Regions from separate parts of the Lactuca sativa genome. Here region 2 is linked to region 1. Evidence: chromatin contacts called from public Hi-C data. All regions are on one chromosome and are shown on one strand. Each heading gives the region's core, a stretch centred on a gene start, on an enhancer-like site or on the middle of the called end of the contact. The rest is flanking DNA. Distances are from core to core; before and after follow the strand shown.

The links. A called contact is a pair of places that touch in the nucleus more often than the background predicts.
Region 2: a Hi-C map of leaf shows a contact between it and region 1, with 7 times the contacts expected there. The contact joins the promoter of LOC111900685 here to the promoter of LOC111900683 in region 1. A contact is called at or near these places in 2 of 4 Hi-C or Micro-C datasets (leaf and seed).

Annotation. Positions count from the first base shown.
Region 1 is chr5:36,819,040-36,825,335 of Lsat_Salinas_v11, forward strand. LOC111900683 (homeobox protein knotted-1-like 6) reads right to left here and starts at 4,930. Exons shown (of 5, transcript XM_023896562.3): 1 at 4,445-4,930; 2 at 3,777-3,896; 3 at 3,551-3,686. The coding sequence starts at 4,738.
Region 2 is chr5:36,965,292-36,972,068 of Lsat_Salinas_v11, forward strand. It overlaps LOC111900685, which reads right to left and starts at 2,668. Exons shown (of 3, transcript XM_023896564.3): 1 at 1,756-2,668; 2 at 1,574-1,624; 3 at 1,206-1,470. The coding sequence starts at 2,569. The coding sequence ends at 1,421. It overlaps LOC111900686, which reads left to right and starts at 4,873. Exons shown (of 6, transcript XM_023896566.2): 1 at 4,873-5,204; 2 at 5,677-5,760; 3 at 5,850-5,954; 4 at 6,050-6,305; 5 at 6,412-6,489; 6 at 6,589-6,777. The coding sequence starts at 5,722. The coding sequence ends at 6,719.

The DNA of each region.
Region 1 (6,296 bases), core at 3,680-6,179:
AGGGCCGGATCAGTTACCTTTCTTTTGATACACAAAAGTCAAGAAAAGAAATTAAGGTTGGTTTTTCATTTATAACCTTATTTAATTAATTGTATTGTTAACAACATTTAATATTTCCTTACTCTAGTAATTGGACGCATTGCCACATTTATACTTAGTTTACCAAACTAATAACATAAACAAAATCGAATTTAACTATTTGTTTAACATTTGAGATATTTTATTCCACATAGTAAAAAACAAAAAAGGACATTTTAACCCACTTGATGATTAAATGCTATATAGATGATTCGACCTTTAATAAAGCATGCGTATGTAGTTCCAATTGGGCTTATACTTCAAACCTTACGCTTTGAATATCTATATTTTACATTGACAAAGATGGGCATCTTGGATGACTAAGAATGATGGTTTGAATCTTTATATTTTATATTGATCAGAAAGATTGACATCTTGAATGACTACATGATTTAACATGATGGAAGATAAAAGCTTTTTTAGTTCATTTAAGTGGGGTTTTGGAGTTTTCTAAAAGTCATTTCTCTATATGAATGACAGTAGCCATATACTTAAAATTAAAGTTTATTTTTGGTTCACTTTATATCTAAGAGCATACTCAACTCACACTAGAGAGTTCAATGACAGTTGTATGAGATGCTAAATCTCGTTATTTTTTGATTTAGAGTTCAATAGAAAAAAGAAAGTTTTCTAATTCTTAAATAAATGTTATAAATTAGTTTTGGTATTTTTTTTTTCATTGAACTTTCTAGATTTCAATGTAGGGATCCCTTTCAATGTATTATAGAAAAAAAAATAATAAAACTGTATGGAATGCAAAATGATAATGTGAAATTTTAAATTTAATAGTAGTAAAATGTGGCAAAAGTCAATACTAAAACATTATGCTTTCTTTGCTTTTAGTTAATTTCTTGAAAAAGAGATCCTGAATTTTGGGATTTATATAATAAGATGCAGTATGCATCAAAGGGATTCAGATTCTCAACAGACTATACAACGAAATGGGAAAAAGAAAGCTGTCAAAGGTAGACACGATATTGGGAAAACCAACATGATTTTTTGAGAAGCTCACTATTGTACTAATTAACCATGACATGATTTGTAAGGTATAGAGTATTTTTTGTTTCTTATTTCATGAAAGGAAACTTCATAGAAAAAATATTTTGCTTTGGTGTAAAAGATCTTGAAAATAAGATTAATCATCAACTTTTCTATGATAAGACTACAAAATGGCATAGTGTTCTGGGTTTTCATGTCTTATCTTTCTCATGCAATTAAAAAAAACAAGCAAACTACTATAACAGTGAAACAATACAATGATACATGATAAAAAAAATGTATCCCATTGAAACACCTTTTTTTAAGAAATGATAGCATATCATTATTTAGTAAATTTAAACATATACGTGATAAATCGTTTGATAAATTCAAGCTGAATATAGTATATACTTAAGATTTAGCTGTGATTGACATGATGAGTCATATTATTTTATAGCGTTTATCATTTTTTTTAAGTAGAATAATGTATGCCTAATGTCTGTAATCATTAAGAAATAGATCTATATTGACATGTTAAAAAGGTCCATATAGACTACTTAAAATTTACTCCTTTTGTGTACTTAACTACTATATACAATATTCAAATTCTTTTTTTAATTTCAATATTTTCATCTTCATTATAGAAAAAACACAAAGAAAAAGTAAATAGAAACAAAAAATCTGAGTGCCACTGTCATTGTGGTCACCATTCATATTCCCCTTTTATGTCTCTATCTATATCAAGAAGAAGGAAAAGCAGAGTTCCTAATAAAACAAACTACCCAAATCACATTCAAAAAAAAAAAAAAAGAGCGAGAACACCTATTATTGAAAACCCTAGCTATTCTTAAGATTCAAGATTTGGGCAAATGCTCAAATAAAATTATATATCTTCCTATATCTTTAATTAATCATACCTTTGTTTCTGCACGTATATACTTAATTAATACAGATTAACTTTAATTTAAACAGAGTATAATGTATTGGAAGGGGCTTCTTATACGTGAATTGTGAATTCTCGGGAGCTCTCGATTGCTTTGAATGAATTGCTATATCATATATTTCGAAAATTAAAGTAAAAGATTTTTTTTTTTTTTTTTTTTTTTTTTTTTTTTTTTTTTTTTTAAAGCTAGCTAGCTAAGGTGACTGCTTAAATTTTATGCATGTCTAAAAATTTTGTTCAAACTTATAGGAATATTGAGTTCAAGATATCTTACATACATTATATTTAAAAGTAATACACAAAAATATATTAAATTAAATATAGAGCCTGCTTCCTAATCCTAACTCGAATTAGTCAAGCCAAATGCACAATGACAATACATCATCTATCCAACAGCTTGAAGTTGATTAAATGTACCCTTTAAGGTGCATCATAAATAAATTTAAGAAATAGACTTTCTTATTAAGATATATGCTAACTTACAAGATGAATACCCTACTATATCCTTTAACCCAAAACTGATAGCAAAGCATTGATACAAGGCCGACTAATTTCATTATCTATTGTTTAAAGTTTAAACCTCTTCATGTGATTGATAGATTGTTTGATAGTTGTTGATTAACTTAGATTTAATTAAATCATTGTCTGAATGAGTTAGATCCAACCTACTTATCAGACTCACTAAGAAATATATAAACGGTTTCTAATTGTGGTTCTAACCAGGTTAGACCTAACTTCTTATTAGACCCAATAACATACATATTAACTACATATCAAAATTTAATTTGACCATCATAACCAAAGTTAAGTTGAAGCTAATCACTTGATAACAAACCCCAATTAATATACAAAGCTCCAGCTAAATTTGACTGGATTATTTACTTTAAAAACTTCATAAATCCGATTCTTCTCCGAATAAGAAGGCCTAGTTGTTAATATGTTTTTTAATTAAACGTAATCATTTAAATAGAATTAAGAAAAGACAAAGAATTAGAGTGATTTTTGTATTTTGCCAAAGAGTAGATATATATAAAATCAATCGGATATATTATCCATATATCCTAGAACAAGTTGGGATTTCGAGGTGTTTGGACTGTTTTGCAAAACAAACACACATCAGACTTCGAATATGAAAATGAGTGAAGGATCAGGGATAACCAATGAAATATCTAAAATCAGACCATGAAAGTCTCACTCAGAAGAAATATAATTCGCTACGCTAGGGTTTTCCTGATTCTTCTTCATTCTTGTTTCGCCGTCGGATTCAAAATGCCGTGACAACAGATATCCGGCGGCTCCGACGCACATACTTAACGGCGGAGGTATCCAACACCGTATCACCTACCTCCATCACCGCCTCCCCTTCCCTCGGCGGCGAAATAGAGATATAAAAAGGGTTTCCGATTGGATAAATTATATAGTATATATAATTGACTATGAGACGCATAATAAAATAATAATAAACCGTGGGACATGATAATGATGAAATACACACATAGCACGAGATTCCATGACTGGAGGAGAGAGAGAAAAAGAGAGAGAGAGAGAGACCTGTGTGGTAGGTTATAGAAGTTCCCTTGCAGAGATTGGTGAGTTGAGTTTGCATATTGTTCAAAAACGTGGTTGCTTCATCGAAAGGTCTTGCCAGATCCGATCTGTACTTATCCAGCATCTCACAGTAAGTTTCCTTCAAAAGAATCACAAATTGATCGAGCAATCAGCGAATGAAGAAATTAATTACAAACACACGATCGACAGTGACAGCAATTTGACTCACCATGAATTCGTCGAGCTCGGGATCATCGCCCAGACATGAACAGGCGCTGGATCTCCGGCAGAAATCATTATCGCTGAAAATTTCATCAAACAGGTTCGCGATATCTGGTGGAGCTCCAACCTGATAAGAATCAAACACGCACTAGTGATTTCTTCTTGACGTGTGACGTATTTGATTCTTCAACGAATCTTAACCCTAACAGAAGGTTCGTATAAATTTATTCTAATCAGAACCTGTTGAATGTGAGTTAAACTCCTAGTCACTATAGATTAAACGTTTGAAGATCTTCTGAGGACTCGGAATATCACTGATCAAATTATTCAAATGCGTATTTTAAAAACAAGCAGGAAATCGCGCGGATTTCAAAATTTTTGCAAAACTGAAAATGAATATTGTGATTGTGATTTACGTTCTGCAAGCGATTAAATACACAACAAGCACACGACATTGCTACGCAGCTTTCGTGTCTGTTTGAACGCAGATCCACTGTAACTGAAACTAACAGTGTCTCTGTACTCAGAGGAAACAGATAAACTGACCGGATACATATCATACATACGTACACCGAATACATCACATATACATACATAGACACATACGTGTAAGCACTCAAGCAACTCTCTCTCTCTCTCTCTCTCTCTCTCTCTCTCATACATATACAGACATACCTTTTGGCAAGAGATGTAAGCTTGGAGCAGCTTAGGATATAGAGGATGCGACATGATCTTGGCTCGATTAGCGCTTGACAAATCTTCATCTAATTCTTCAGCTAATCCGTTGTTATTATTCTTATTGCTACTACTAGTTTGAATATTGGAGCCTGATCCAAACACTGCCGGAATAGTCCGTTGATGGCGAACGTCCGGTGCCTGATCATCGAAAGCGTGATGGTAATTCTCTCTCGCCGTTTCTGCCGGCGGAATTTGCTCATGGTAATTCATTAATCCGTACATTTCCTCCATTATCGATCAATAACAGGTTTGTACATGGAATTAAGATATGGATTTGAAGAGAAAGGTTGGGGGAATATGATCGGAATTGGAGGGGGCAGAGAGAGAGTAGGAGTGTGAATTTAGCGTACAAACAAGATGAAAGAAAGCCCCAGCAGCACCTGAATGTCTGGTCTCATCTATCATCATCATATTCATCATGCACCATCCTCTCCTTCTTTCACTTCTATCCTTCCTTTTTTGGTTTAATCCACGCTCCCATTCCGCGCGTTGTTTTCTGTGATTGAAAAGGTGGGACCATGTCAGTTCTCATCCGTTGGATGTGCTTTCTATGTAACCAACGGAGGTTTAGAGTTTCGATACCGTGTTTAATTAGTATAATAACAAAATAATTATCACCACCTTAACAAAGCCTCAAGTTTGATTTGTTGACTAATCTTCAAACCAAAGGGTTTCTTCTATCCTAACGGTATCCGATGTTATCTTTTCTTCTTAAAGTTGACCGGAGATTTGTGGATCTAAGATGTAGTTTAGAAATAATATATAAATTTGCCGTTAAAAAAACTAGTCTTCAAATTCAAATTTAGTCTTATTGGTTTGTAAAAGGGAAATCGAGTAATCTACTAACAATAATAATGATTAATTTATAATTCTTTTTCAAAAAAAAATATCATAAACTTCAGAATAAAACATTCAGGAGTAGCTGTATGCATTCCAAAGCTTCTGATCCGGAATCTGTCTCCGTACATTCCGAACTGACAAAGTCAATTCTGAAGTACATAAGTCAAAATCGTACATAGATGTGACATTATGGATTCACAAACACGTTTCCAGACACACACTGGATCCCAAAAAACAACTTTTTTCATCTCTTATATATAAATGGTATACCATGTAGTTAGTCACTCACTTTGGATCATATGTAATTATCTATTATAACTGCTTCAAGATAAGTTTCTCAGATAGTGACCATGAAAAAAGCTTTACCAACTTGTCTGCATATTTATACAACCTTCGGCGGACCAACCCTCATAGTTACACCAACATCAAAACTAATGTGTCGGATCATTTTTCAACTCTGTTTTGTGGATATTAGATATGTGGTAAAATTATTTTGTCCATATTTTAATTGTTTCTTTAAAATTTATAACATTTCAACAGCTAATTGTTCCAAAAAATACAACTTCATACATTCATAGGTTGCTTCCGGATTAACTATCATTTTGGAGTTGTTTCCGATCGCTTATTTATAGTGGTATATTTTAGATTAACTACCATTCTGGAATGAAATTCTGGATGTTAAATCAACCATTGATTTCAAATCAAATCCATCATTTATGTCAGATTTCAGACATTTTAGATTCACGGTCACACGATCATGGGCATAGATTCTCAAAACATATTTTGGATCGTTCCGGACATCGTGTTTCAGACATACTTTAATTTTTACAACTTCACACTACTAATATGTAGCTACCACACACTCTAAATGTGACAACCCATCATTTTCAATCTAGTAAAAGTCAACCAAAGTCAACTAAGGTCAAACATATCAAATTAAAGTCAACTT
Region 2 (6,777 bases), core at 1,418-3,917, 140 kb after region 1:
GGTCTATTGTTTTGAGCTCCGGTACATGCAATCTATGTGGTGCAGGTGATGAATATGTTATACATCTTCACTGGGAATGTTGTTGGGTTCGAGATGTCTGGAGTATGTTTCAAGACTGGTGCGAGCTTGATCTCTTTGATATTAATTCTGTTGAACATCTCCTCTTTGTCTTCCACTCCTTTGCCAAATCGCCTTCTCACCTAAAGATGACTCACACGATCATTCTTTCGGCTCTTTGGTCTTTGTGGAAAGCCAGAAACAACTGCTCCTTTAACAATATTGCTCCATCTCAAGCCTGTATTTTTGAAGATATCAAGGCGAACTCTTTCATGTGGATAAAAAACAGGATAGGGTGTACCTCCTTAAATTGGTCTTCTTGGTACATTTTCCCTTTGACGTAATTATTGTACTTTTATTTTTTCTACAGTTTTACTTTTGCCCCTAGCTGCTTGCTAGCGGCTTCATACAAATTTCGCCGTTCAATTTTTTTTTTAAATTGTGTTACTAATTACATGATAAAGACAATCAAACTATTAAATTCCTCTTATTGCTTGTTGTATTTTAGCACATGATCTATCAAGTTTGTTTGGAAGAAACTTTGAATATATAGAAGTAAACAAGCACAAGAACACATATGGTTTGGTCCATGTAACAATATGACATTACGTACATGGACATGAAGAAGTTCTCTTATACACAAGTTTGCAATTTGAGATTAAACCTAGAAACACTAATAGTGACCATCTTATAAGGTCTACAAACCCTTATAGCCTTATCCTATTCTAACACTTATCTCGTATATTCTTGAATTTGGTTCATCTCCATGTGTGGGTCACGTTGAAACGATGCTAAAACTCCATTGTTTTCACAAGTTGAATATATTGGAATTTACCGGTTTGTTATTTTCAAACTCTCGATATATTGTAAGTAAGTTAAAAAATTATATTATGCAAATGTTGTTTAAGTTAAATTATCCAACTTAAATGACTAGATCATTGCTTCGTGATGTTTTTTTAAATGTGCAACTTAGATCTTGAAAAAGAAATTTGTTTTTTTAATGTGAACTAAACATTATCATTTCATTTGTCGACCCCATTTTGATATGTTGACACATCTAAATAATTTAATATCTTCTATATTCATAGTTATGTATAAAAAGATTCATCAAAATCCTATGTTTCCTCTAATAACGTTAAAAGTGAAAAGTCCAAAACAAATACAATGACATTCTCAAACAAAACTTCACTCAATATACTTAAATAAGAAATTCCCATTCAATTAGGCACAATTACTTTTTCTATATTTAGCCTACATATAGGCCTCCTTTAAATGAACATTGAAGAACACATTTGGCATCTTTTCAAGTTGAGTATGCATTTTCTTCCTCCTCAAACTATAGATTTGCGATGGAAAAGACATTTCACATTCGAAAAGATGTTAACCAGAAGGTAGATATGACAATCAGTAATCCTGTAAAATATAGAATTCGACAAAATCATCATGTGAAAATTGAGATAAATAAGTCTTATAACATTATTTTCATAGTATTAAAATGGAAAGGCATTATAATAACCTAATAACTTGTCTCTTGGCAACGAGGCTCCCCCGACCGATAATTTCATAACTGCACAAAACATATGAACTTTATAGTGAAATTTGGAAAAAATTTATATAACACACTAAGACTTCTATAGATGGACAAAAATATGTAATTTTACTAAAAAATTTTAATAAATCAAAGTAAAAGAGATTTACTTGTATCACAATTTGAGGTAGAATTCCAACTCCCACACATACATAATTCTCCAAAATGTTCCACATCATGTCCACAAGACCCACCAGTTGCCTCACACGCTTTACAAAATGAATCATTACTTACCTCCACATCATACTTGACTCGTATTCCATAAGTCCACTCAGAAGGACCGCTTACTCGTAGAGGTGCCAAGGTGTATGCACTGCTATACCCTTGGCACTCTAGTTTACTAAGATTCACACTTTTGATTGCATCAAAGGGTAATGCACAACAAATAGGTGGCCCTGACCCATAAGCCAAGCCCATACGGGCTAGCCCAAGATCCATCCAACCTTGACAACCATAATACTCCTCACAACCCATACCCGAGACATTTCTACATGGTACATGGTTCCCAGTTGGGAACCCTTGGAAGAGTGGTGATTGGGTCGAACAACCCAATAACATGAACACATTATCTGCGGTTGGATTTAGGTATGGGGCCCGCCAGTGCTCCACTACAAACCCATTTCCCCTACCTCCTAGCACGATGGAGTCACATGTGGACAAATGTGGGTCATGTAAAGTCATGGACTGATATGCATAGTCGATGTTTAGAACCCTATATGAGCCCGAGCTAATGTGAAACATAAGGACATCGTTGATGCAAAACAAAAGGTCTCTGAAACCTGAATGACCACATCCCGACCGGAGAGCAAACGGGTAATCTATAGTTATGTTGCCACAATAGGATCGACATACATGAGATGCACCTACACTATACACAAAGACATGTAATAAGATAAACAAAATGATGGACCTAAGTTTAGCCATGGTGAGAGAGGTAAGTAACAAGATACATATGACTCAAAGTGAGCGTATGGATCTAGGAATTGAAGTAACATGTGAGTGGGATGCTTTGCTTGTGATGGTTGAAAGTGTTTTGCTTTAATGCTGTCAAGGTCTTCGTAATGAAGAATATAATGTTGGTGCATTGTTTACTATTCTATGAACTTTTTGTGTTATTTTAATATTTTGGCCCAGCCCAACTTTTGTATTTTTTGCTTTAGTATGCTTTTAGAGCATAAATTGGTACGAATGGTTTGTTTTGATGAATAGAAAACTTGATTATGCAATTTGTAGATGGAATAATTAGTCTGGTAGTTTAGAGTTTGTGCAATTTGTAGATAGAATAATTAGTCTGGTATTTTAGAGTAGTACGTTAAATATATTTGTTAGAAACAAACCATTACTGTGATAAAATTGATGTTTATTGTAAATTTAGAATTGCATAAACTACATTGACTTCAATTTCTTTGTTAATTTTTGAAGGATACAAACATTTTTTTTTTTATAAATGTGTCCATTTAAGATATGTTTACGTTTTACTTGCAACATATCAAATAGATAAAACAAAGAATAACTAAAAATGAAACTGGTCAAAAGTTTAATGCATACACGCTCCTTTTTTATTATTATTATTATTATAAAAAAAATGGATTAATATTGAGTAGTGTAATTAGTTCTTTTACCAAAATTTAACACATTTTTGCTTTTAGAGAAAATTGAAAATTTGGACATGCGTTTGCTTGATTTCTTTGGTTACATCCATTGGCTTTAAAAATTGACATATAGTCACCTTGGCCTATTTTTATTGTGGTTTGATCCCATCAATTTTGAAAAGTCTTTTTTGACCCTTTATATATATATATATATATATATATATATATATATATATATATATATATATATATATATATATATATATATATATATATATATATATATATATATTCACCCGTGCAATGCAACGAGACACAAATTACTTTAGAAAAATAAGTCGGTCTGGTGCAATTAAGTTAGTATGATATAGATGGAACAAGCCATAAATTTATTTATTTTAATTAATATACTTATGTAATTCGCACAAGGTTTTAAATAACGTTAGACATGACTTTAACTGCAATATCAAGCCTCAAATTTTTTCGAGTCTTGACAAACCACATCGTTTGTAAGAAATTACTTAAGACGGCAATTTTGCATATATATATATATATATATATATATATATATATATATATATATATATATATATAACTTAAGGCGACATTTTGTTAACACGTAGCGTCAAGTACAAATCTTGGAGTCATGATATGTCATGGTGAAGCCATGACAGACTTTTTAGAATCTTGAATATACTAGATATAAAAAATCATGTGTTTATCTATTAGGGTATGTTATAATTACTTTCGTCATAAATAATATAAGACTTAATTCCATAAACATGATTGTAATTTTAATTTTATTTAGTTTAACGTTTGTTTTTTTTTTAACAAAAAATCACTTTAAACAAGTATAGGGGTTTCTTGATAACCATAATAATTTGAATTATATAAAAAAAACACTGTTGTTTAGATTTTTTTCGGTTTAACAACAAAAAGAATGTTCTCCTAAGTAAACCACCTAGACATTGATTTTTGAAACTACTATAATCGGGTACAAGATGGTTTCCGACTATATTGATAATTTTGAATCTCATTTAGAAAACTATTTGATTATTAATGAAAGTTTTGGTGTGTTCAGCCAATTTAAGGAAAATTACACCATGTTTTGACATATTACTAAGGTTGATGGAATTCTTTTCAATATTTCTATCAGTTATATCAATACATAATCAAATATTTAGGTCACATATATCATGAAAATTCCATAAAAATGGCTTGGGTACTTTATTTAAATATTGCGAGAGTCTTACAATATTTAGGTCTCTTTCTCTCTCGTTCTCTTTCTCCCTGTGATTTTTTTATTCGGTTGTAAAACGGTTATCAAATATTAAATCTTTGTTTAAAGGCCTATTACACAAAATGATCATAAATAATCATGGATAAACATCTTAAGTTTTTATTTCATCAAATATAGTCTCGATACATATAATTTATGTTTATATTTAAGTTAAAAAAAAATAATATAAGCTTGATTTTTTTTCAAAATACGAAAAAAAATAATAACTAGCATGTAAAAATCCAAATATGGGCCGGAATGTGTTAGTCTGTTTACTATTATTAGATCTGTGAAGATTTTGCTTGGCCCAATCTAGTCGGTCCAGTAATACCAAAACGACGTAGTCTACCTTCGTGTTCAACCGCTGGCAAAAAGATTCATTTCTTCGGAATCCTCCCTTTTCGCCGTCGATCGCCGGCGACTGGTAAAGCACACAAGCGGCGTTTCTTAGCATCAAATCCCAGGTAAACTTATCGAACTAAAAGTGAGGGACCTTAAAACAATCCCCCCAAACCTATCTCCTTTGTTGTATCCTCGTCTCGGCGTCTCCCCTGTGTCGCTCTCTACCACTCCATCAGAACACAAGAACACAGCAGAACTCGTTTTTTTCTCCCACCAGCTTTCCTCCTCCGATTTCCGATCAAGACTACCGCTGCCGGCGTCTTCGCCTACATCGATTTCCGATCCGGTAAGTTTCAACATCGATATGAGAGTTCTTTGTTCCAATTTTCGATTTTCTGTGTTCATCATATACCATCTACGCTTTTTTGTTTGATCGATTATTACCTGAAATACCCTTGAAGTGTCGATTCTACACTCCATCAGAACACAGCAGAACTCTTTTGTTTGAACGTTTTTTTGTTCATCAGATACCTGTTACAGAAATCGATTAGTGTTTGTGTTTTTCAACTCCATTTTTCTGTTTGATCGACGCTTACCTGTACTAGATTTGATTATTGTTTGTTGTTTATCAACTCCATTTTCTGTTAACATGTATAAATTTGGTGAAATATGTTTAACTTATGGTGAAATCGATTTCCTGTGTTCAAAGGTTTATTTGTCTATGAATTGGTTGATTGTGAAATCTGTTAACAAGTATTTATGTAGTTTACATCTTGATTCTATGTAGGATCGTGTTGTTTTTGACTTGCAATTTCCAGGGTAAAGTTTATTTCTAGAGAGACTGGAATCAATTATACTTGACAATGGAAGTCCATGAAGAACCACAAGAAAGTGTTCATCGTGTAAGAATCACTTCCCCAATTTGCTTTCTTCCAAGATTTCAATACATTGATTCGCCTTATGGTAAACCCCTTTTTCAATTTGAACACAGAAAACTCCAAAGTTGCCTGGAACTGTAAACTGGGGTACAGCAACCATTGTTGGAGTATTTGCTGGCATGTTATATGGAGGCAGCAAGGAAGCCTCTGCTTCTGTTGTAAGTACCCAAAAAAAGATGTTTCATTAAAATATGCTCATCATTCATTCAAGAAACTAATGAATATTTATAAATATGGTGTCGATGTTCTTAAGAGCAAGGATGCAGAAGTAACATTGAAACTTGGGAGCACATCTGACAAGAGAGAACAATATAGATTAATGAGAGATGCAATGGAGAAAAGGTTTATCAGAATTACACGTGGTTCAATAGTAGGTGGTGTTCGCCTTGGAATGTTCACAGCTGCATTTTATGGATTGCAAAATCTTCTTGCTGAAAAAAGAGGAGTTCATGATGTTTATAATGTAGTTGGAGCTGGTTCTGCTACTGCTGCTACATTTGGTCTAATCAGTAAGAAATTTCAAAAAAAAAAAAAAAAAAAATCATAAGTTTTTATATCCCATTTAAATCATATCTTAAGTCTTAACGCCCAATTTATTTATTTTATTTTTTTTAGTGCCTGGATCACTTGCATGGCGTGGAAGGAATGTCCTGTTAGGATCCGTATTGGGCGCAACATTTTGCTTCCCTTTAGGTGATTTATCTGAATATAGTTTATTAATATACTTTATACCTGTAATAAGTGAGAGAAGTGTTTTGAATTGTGAAATGATGTGGTGATTGATAATGATAGGATGGCTGCATTTGAAACTAGTGGAGAAAGCAAATGAAGGAGAGAGTGTGGTTCTTCTTCCTGAAGGCAACAAAGCAAAGGGGGGTGTAGGTGCTGCTATTGAAAGGCTTGGAGGAAGCACAAGCGAATAATAATTTTATAGCAGTGTCACATGAATTCTGAAATATTGGTTTACCAAATCCAGTGAGT